2 separate regions of the Zea mays genome follow, and region 2 is linked to region 1. The links are chromatin contacts, called in public Hi-C maps. All regions are on one chromosome and are shown on one strand. Each heading gives the region's core, a stretch centred on a gene start, on an enhancer-like site or on the middle of the called end of the contact. The rest is flanking DNA. Distances are from core to core; before and after follow the strand shown. Region 1 has its middle 25 kb from the start of LOC103639392. Region 2 holds the start of LOC100285558.

Region 1 (3,032 bases), core at 197-2,696:
AAACTGAATTGGAGCTATAAAAGTGAACATCATTCACTACAGATGCATTCCTTTTGGGATAGAGTGAGGATATGATGACAGATATGTTGCTAAGGCTATCCAGTGTTGTGTGTGGGGGATGTTGGAGTTAGTAGTCCAAATTATTGAAGGTGCGGGAATGAACTCTGACCTCACCCTCTTATATTCTCGTCTAGATCAAGTAGAAAACGGAATACTTTTGGGTGTGTCTTTCACCAATGGTGCACCAATAATTCTGTGTCTAAGGCCTTTTCTTTTTTTCTTTATGCGCGCACGAGTAGTCGAGTACTGACTGACTACTGACTGCACTAGCTGCGTACTTATGCTTTTTCAGGCCGTATTATTGTCCCTTCTGTTTGTCCATTCTCGTGATTGGACCAGGATGATCTAGCAGCTCAACTAATCCGACACTTGTTAATTCAGTTCATGATTGTTCTGAGCGGACTTCATGTGTATCCAACCCTTAGACATCAAGGTTTATAAAAATTAGCAGCCGTAACGTTTGTGTATATATATATCTTGCTTGCATAAATTATGTAGCCCAACTCGCCCCCGTTTCTTGGTTTAGCAGGCTCTGGCCTAACTAGGCCGCAAGTAGTTGTTGCCGACTATTCGGTTCAGTCCCACTAAATAAACAAAAGCACTACACACGCGGCGCTAATGATATAATCTCCACACAGCGAGAGGGGAAATGCGTCGTCGACACTTGGCACAAAGGCAGATCATCTCATCTGCTGCTTTCTCTCGAGAGCGCTGTGGAAATCTGCTCGCTCATGCATGCATGTGTGTGGGAACGAAATCGCCACATTCTTCACAACTCAAGAAGGATTCCGTGTGATAAGGCAGCATCTCGGGATCGATTTGTCCATGTGCTCAAAGCGTCTCTAGATCAGTCGCAGGCGCCGCCAAGAGGAGACGAAGACGCGGCCACGGCACAAGGGGCCCTGAGGAATCCTATGCCAATGCATAGTTTTCAGACGTCGTCGTGACGAGCAGTGAAAACGAAACTGTGATTTCATGTCTGTCATAGGAAAAAAGATAACATCGGTTTATTAGTACCTCTCTGGCCTGCAAAGTGTCCACTGACTCGAGCAAAAAAAAAGAAGTCCTGAAAATACGACTGCGTCCTCTGCGAAAGGCCAAGTTTTCAGTTCATCTTGCAACACCTGGGCCTCTCTGAATCTCTTCAGTCTTCACGGTGTAATTAAATAAAACATCCCGCCGGGCTGTGAATAATATATCAACCTAGCTAGCTAGGCAGCTAGCTAGCAGTTTTGTTTTTACCGTTCACAGATTCTTGGTGTCTTGCGGGAAGTAAGCACACGCGAATGATTGATACATAGCCAACAAGCCGCTGAGATCACGTCGAGATCTTTTGTCTGCTTTCTGTCCAGTTGAATCGGCCTTGTTCGTGGGGCTAATACCAAAGTGCGCCGGCGGCCAATCATTTGGTCATGCAGCATGCAAAGCGACGATGGCATATAATTGCTGCCATATATATATATGGCCCCTTTGGAAAGGGACTACGGCCGGCGGATAACACTTCTGTTTGTTTGGGCTTTCATTTGTTAGGTCAGAACCAATATAATGGCCTGGAAAGAATCCGTCAGCAAATTAAAGCAGCGACGACGACGCACGAGCCGCCGGGAACAAGATCTCGCGATATATGTATTGAGGCGGCATTATCATGGCGCATCGATCCATAAGTCAAACGGGATGTGCATCGCGATGAGCTACTAGCAGGGGGCTGATCTAGTTGCCATTTTATTAACTTTTAGAAAGGCTATGCCTTTGACTAGCTAGCTATGGTGAGGTGGGCATCACCAGGCGTAGGGACAAACTTCTTGCCCAGTGTCATTGGCATCATCAGCCTTGCATGCGTAATCTGTGAATATATAGATATATATAGCGGATCAAAGGGTGCAGTGCGAGATAGAATAAGTAATCTAGATGGGAGCAGGAGCAGGAACAGGATTATGCATGGGATAATTATCTCGGGACATTCTTGTTCAGCGTGCGTAATGTTTTTTTGGTGTTTCTGGAACGATTGATCTGCTGATGAGCGCCTGACAGCATATCTGACCGACCGGGTGATTAACTTGCTGCTAGCTAGAGGAGGATTTCGTTCCGGAATGACTGGCATACGTGCTTATGGAATACGAAACTAGGAAGCGAATGATGACAAAAACATGGCCGAGAAGAACTCGAGATCTGGTCACTATTACACCTGTGTTTTGGCATGTAAAATTGGAACAAAGCAAAAGGCACTGCCTCTACCTATATATAGATGGCTATGCCGGTCCTCTAACCTGGTCAGACTGATCACTAATAAAGCCGGCTAGGCCATCCTTAAAATCTAGCCAAACTGCAACCCTACTCATGAGCTTCATCAAAAAAATTCAAGCCGAGTTTTGATGTCAAACTAAAAGCTTTCTCAGAGAGCTGTACTAAAGATCGACGGGATAAAGTGACTCAATTTCATGAGCCTGGTTACATCTACATCAACTACACCACCAGAGGTAAAGGTTAATGAAAAGGTAATGAATATTTATCCAGCTTATGCTATTCTCTAAGATGTTGGATGATCAAAAGGTTGTTATCGATAATAACCGTGCAACTGTTATTGATATGATTATGAGTTTATGACACGCTTTGATAAGCTAGAGCGTAAAAGAACCGACTATATTCATTTATCGGTTCAAGAGCATGCTAAACAACCTCAATACAACATTTCATATAATTATTATGAAAATTTAGGTCTTTATGTGGCAACTAACGTCCAAATTGTCCTCTTCACCATTTAAAACCGACAGAACCAATTTAGGTGGAGCTAGCACATCTGTGCCAATGACCGCTCAAGCGTTCCTAATTCAAATTGAAATATGTGAACCAAATATGAAACAACGGTGAATCTACCTTCAACGGGGTATAATAAGTTTCTACCTAACCCACCAAAGTTGCATAGTTAGAATCCTATGCTTAATAACATGCATGTAGCTCCCATTGTCTATTTT
Region 2 (3,032 bases), core at 339-2,838, 37 kb before region 1:
AAGGTTGTATTTTACTTGACATTTTTTTCTCGCTTAATCTACGAAAGATGATATAAAGAGCACGTGTGCGAAAAAAGTATAAACAAAGGAAATATAAGCATGTATATACAATCGAGCTCGTGCGCGTGGTGTCAAATTGTCCACGTCGGCGCCGCTGTTCGTGCGTCTTGAGATGGTGCATCCGGCGAGAGCGTCGGACAGAGCCGTTGCTCGGACACAGACAGACAAGCTTCATGGCTTGGTGGTCCATACCCGGTTAGTCGTTGCCGCTGCGGGACCCTGTGAGCGCGTAGTTCCACGGTGGTGGGCGGTGCTGGTCGGCCTTCGCCGAGCTGATGCAGCCGCGGCGGACAGAGCCGACGACAGCGCGCTGCTCGATCGTCGCCGGGCCGTTCCTGTGGACGATGCTGGTGGAGACAAACACCGACGTCATCACGACAATCCTTCGCATGCATGTTGGCCTTGGCCTGACGTACGAGGAGGACTGCGCGTGACGTACGTGCAAAAAGAGAAATAGAAGCGGAATATGACTTTTAGTTGATAAATAGTAACTAAAGAAAGAAATATGCAAGACTGGAATGGTTCAGGAACAGTTATTGTTTCGATGCAAAACAGTTTATTAGTTTTTTATAAAAAAAGTAAACAAAACCTCCGTCAAAACATGTGAACAATAATTCGTGACCCCAAGTAAGTACAGGCATACATCTAGTAAAAAAACTAATATATCAATCCAAATTGCATTCCCGCATTTAGATATAAATTTAACTAACTGTTACTCAATTTTTACAGATCTCGACTATTACTCTTAACAAATATGACAATTGTGTTCTAACAAAAAAAAACGAAAATCGTTTTTGGACGGATCGAGTGAGTGCGTCGATGATGCGGCTGCAGTGCACGTGATGGCGCGGCCCCACCACGCGGCCGCTTCTTTTCTACTCGTGTGACGAAATGTTGACCAGTGATCGTCGCTGGCGGTGCAGGTAGGGGATATACAATAGAAGGGACAGGATAGACTTTTGGATCTTTAATAGACGAAACGTACGTATGGTTGGTTGTACTGTCACGTACACAACTGGGGCTCCGAATTTTTAATTTCCAAATATCACTTCACTCCAGATCTCTGGACCCATCCAGCATTGTATAGAAGAAATGTGGCAACCGGACAGTATTCTTTATTATTATATAGAAATGCGGTACGAAGTCCGACTTTAAGACGTGTCAACCATTGGTGTAGAGTTCGATTGCAAAGTGTACTACAACATATTACAAATTATTAGAAAAAAATCTCTGAGTCTCAAATTATTTATGTGACGGTCCAATAAAGCGTACTTCCCGTGCAGCATACGGCCACGTTGCTCGTAAGCAGAAAATGAAGCCTGCATACAAATTTGTAGGAATTCAGAAAAATCCAGCTAAGCCAAGCCCGCCGGCCAGCGATGCAGACTTGGCGGCGAGCGGAGCGGCCTCAACCTCCTCCTCTCCAGCTCTCCTCCCATATAAAACGCGGAAGAATCTCGAAGAGACGCCTCGTCCCATCGTTCCTCTCTCTCTGCCCCGCCTACGCCTCGCCCCAGACGCATCAAACCGCTCTCCTCTCCCTCCCTGCCCCCCTCGCAACCCTGAAGAAGCCCCCACACGCAAGGCCGCAAACGCGCCGCGCACCGCAAGGTCCCAGGGAGCGACACGAGGCGGCCTCATTGCAGCATGGCTGCTATGGCCGCCGCTGGCGGCGTCGGGCTCCACCTCATTGGCGCTGCCACGGCCACGCTCATCGTGGCGGTCCTTGTTGCGGCCGTGCTGGGGCGCCGCCGCCGGGCCCGGGCCCGGGCCCAGGCGCCTCCGGTGGAAGGGAAACCCGCGCCGGAGGCAGGCTGCGCGGTCGGTGACGGCGCGGGTCCCGACGTCGGGACGGACGTCATCATCGTCGGCGCCGGAGTGGCTGGATCTGCGCTGGCGTACACGCTCGGAAAGGTGGTTTCCCTTGTCTCATCTTTTTTGGCATGGTTCCACTAGATGACTAAAAGTTGAGAGTTTTTATATTGAAAAAAAATCGGCAGTATCGTATTTTAAATTGCGTACTGCTAGCTGGGCGTGAAGAACTTTTTTTTTTGGCATGAATTGCTTGCAGACCCAAGAACAACTTAGGTCCTGTTTTTGCATGCTTTTACTTAGTTATTATTTTATTATTAAAGACATCCAATTTTCTTTCTGACGGTTCTGATCACGGTTGTTCATATGTCTCAGAGGTAGATTCAGAAACAGAAGATATTGTGGTTTTGTTGCAACTACGTTGGTGAATTTTGCATGTTTGCTGTGTCTGTGGAAAGTGAGGTTTCTGTCGGTGTCACTGTTCCTTTTTTGGACATGGAGTTTGTGTGGCTTATGGCAGTTAGGCGCTGCCAAATTTTGTTGTCGTCCAACTGATAATGGAGAATTTTCCCTTCTCCAATTAAGGGTCTGTTTGGAAGTACCCAGTTTATAAGAAACTTATTCATAAAAACTGATGTAGTTCCAAACATTAATTTATATCCTAGTTTGTAGAAACTGGATTCTTAGTTTCTTTAAAAACAAGAAGCTAGCCTTCCCTAGCTAAAACCAGTTTATGAAAATTGAGGTGGTTCCAAACACCATAAACCAGTATTTTTCCTTCATAAAACAGTTTCTAAAAAACTAAGATAAAAATTGGATTCTAAAAAACTAGGTTGCTTCCAAACAGGGCCTAAATCATTTTGCAATACCTGAACACCCTGTAATGAACTAGTCAATTCTTAGCCACAGCCTTTTTGGATGGAGAATGAAAGACAGAGGGGCGAGGAGGGATAAAGCAACAGCCAAGGAAGATTATACGTTTAAGCCTCAAACATCAGTTCTCTTGATCGCGGACACTAAGAACAATTCTGTATAGTAAAATGACTAGGCATGCTTAATATTTTTCAAAGTGCTATGTTGAAATTGTAAGTTTACCTTGAAGAAAATGTTGCTGGAGGACCTTACTAATTTTTTTATGAACGTACATGGCAGTTGATTCA

The links. A called contact is a pair of places that touch in the nucleus more often than the background predicts.
Region 2: a Hi-C map of bundle sheath shows a contact between it and region 1, with 1.8 times the contacts expected there. The contact joins the promoter of LOC100285558 here to the enhancer-like site in region 1. A contact is called at or near these places in 7 of 25 Hi-C or Micro-C datasets (bundle sheath, ear, endosperm and 2 more).

The regions. Positions count from the first base shown.
Region 1 is chr9:150,984,670-150,987,701 of Zm-B73-REFERENCE-NAM-5.0, reverse strand. No RefSeq gene overlaps it. Among protein-coding and RNA genes, the nearest start is that of LOC103639392, 25 kb to the left of the region's middle. Within about 2 kb of position 1,446, at least 6 of the 20 cell types and tissues checked have an H3K27ac peak or open chromatin away from gene starts, as enhancers often do. A contact at or near this core is called in bundle sheath, where this site is marked.
Region 2 is chr9:151,022,096-151,025,127 of Zm-B73-REFERENCE-NAM-5.0, reverse strand. LOC100285558 reads left to right here and starts at 1,588. Exons shown (of 8, transcript NM_001372303.1): 1 at 1,588-1,974. The coding sequence starts at 1,708.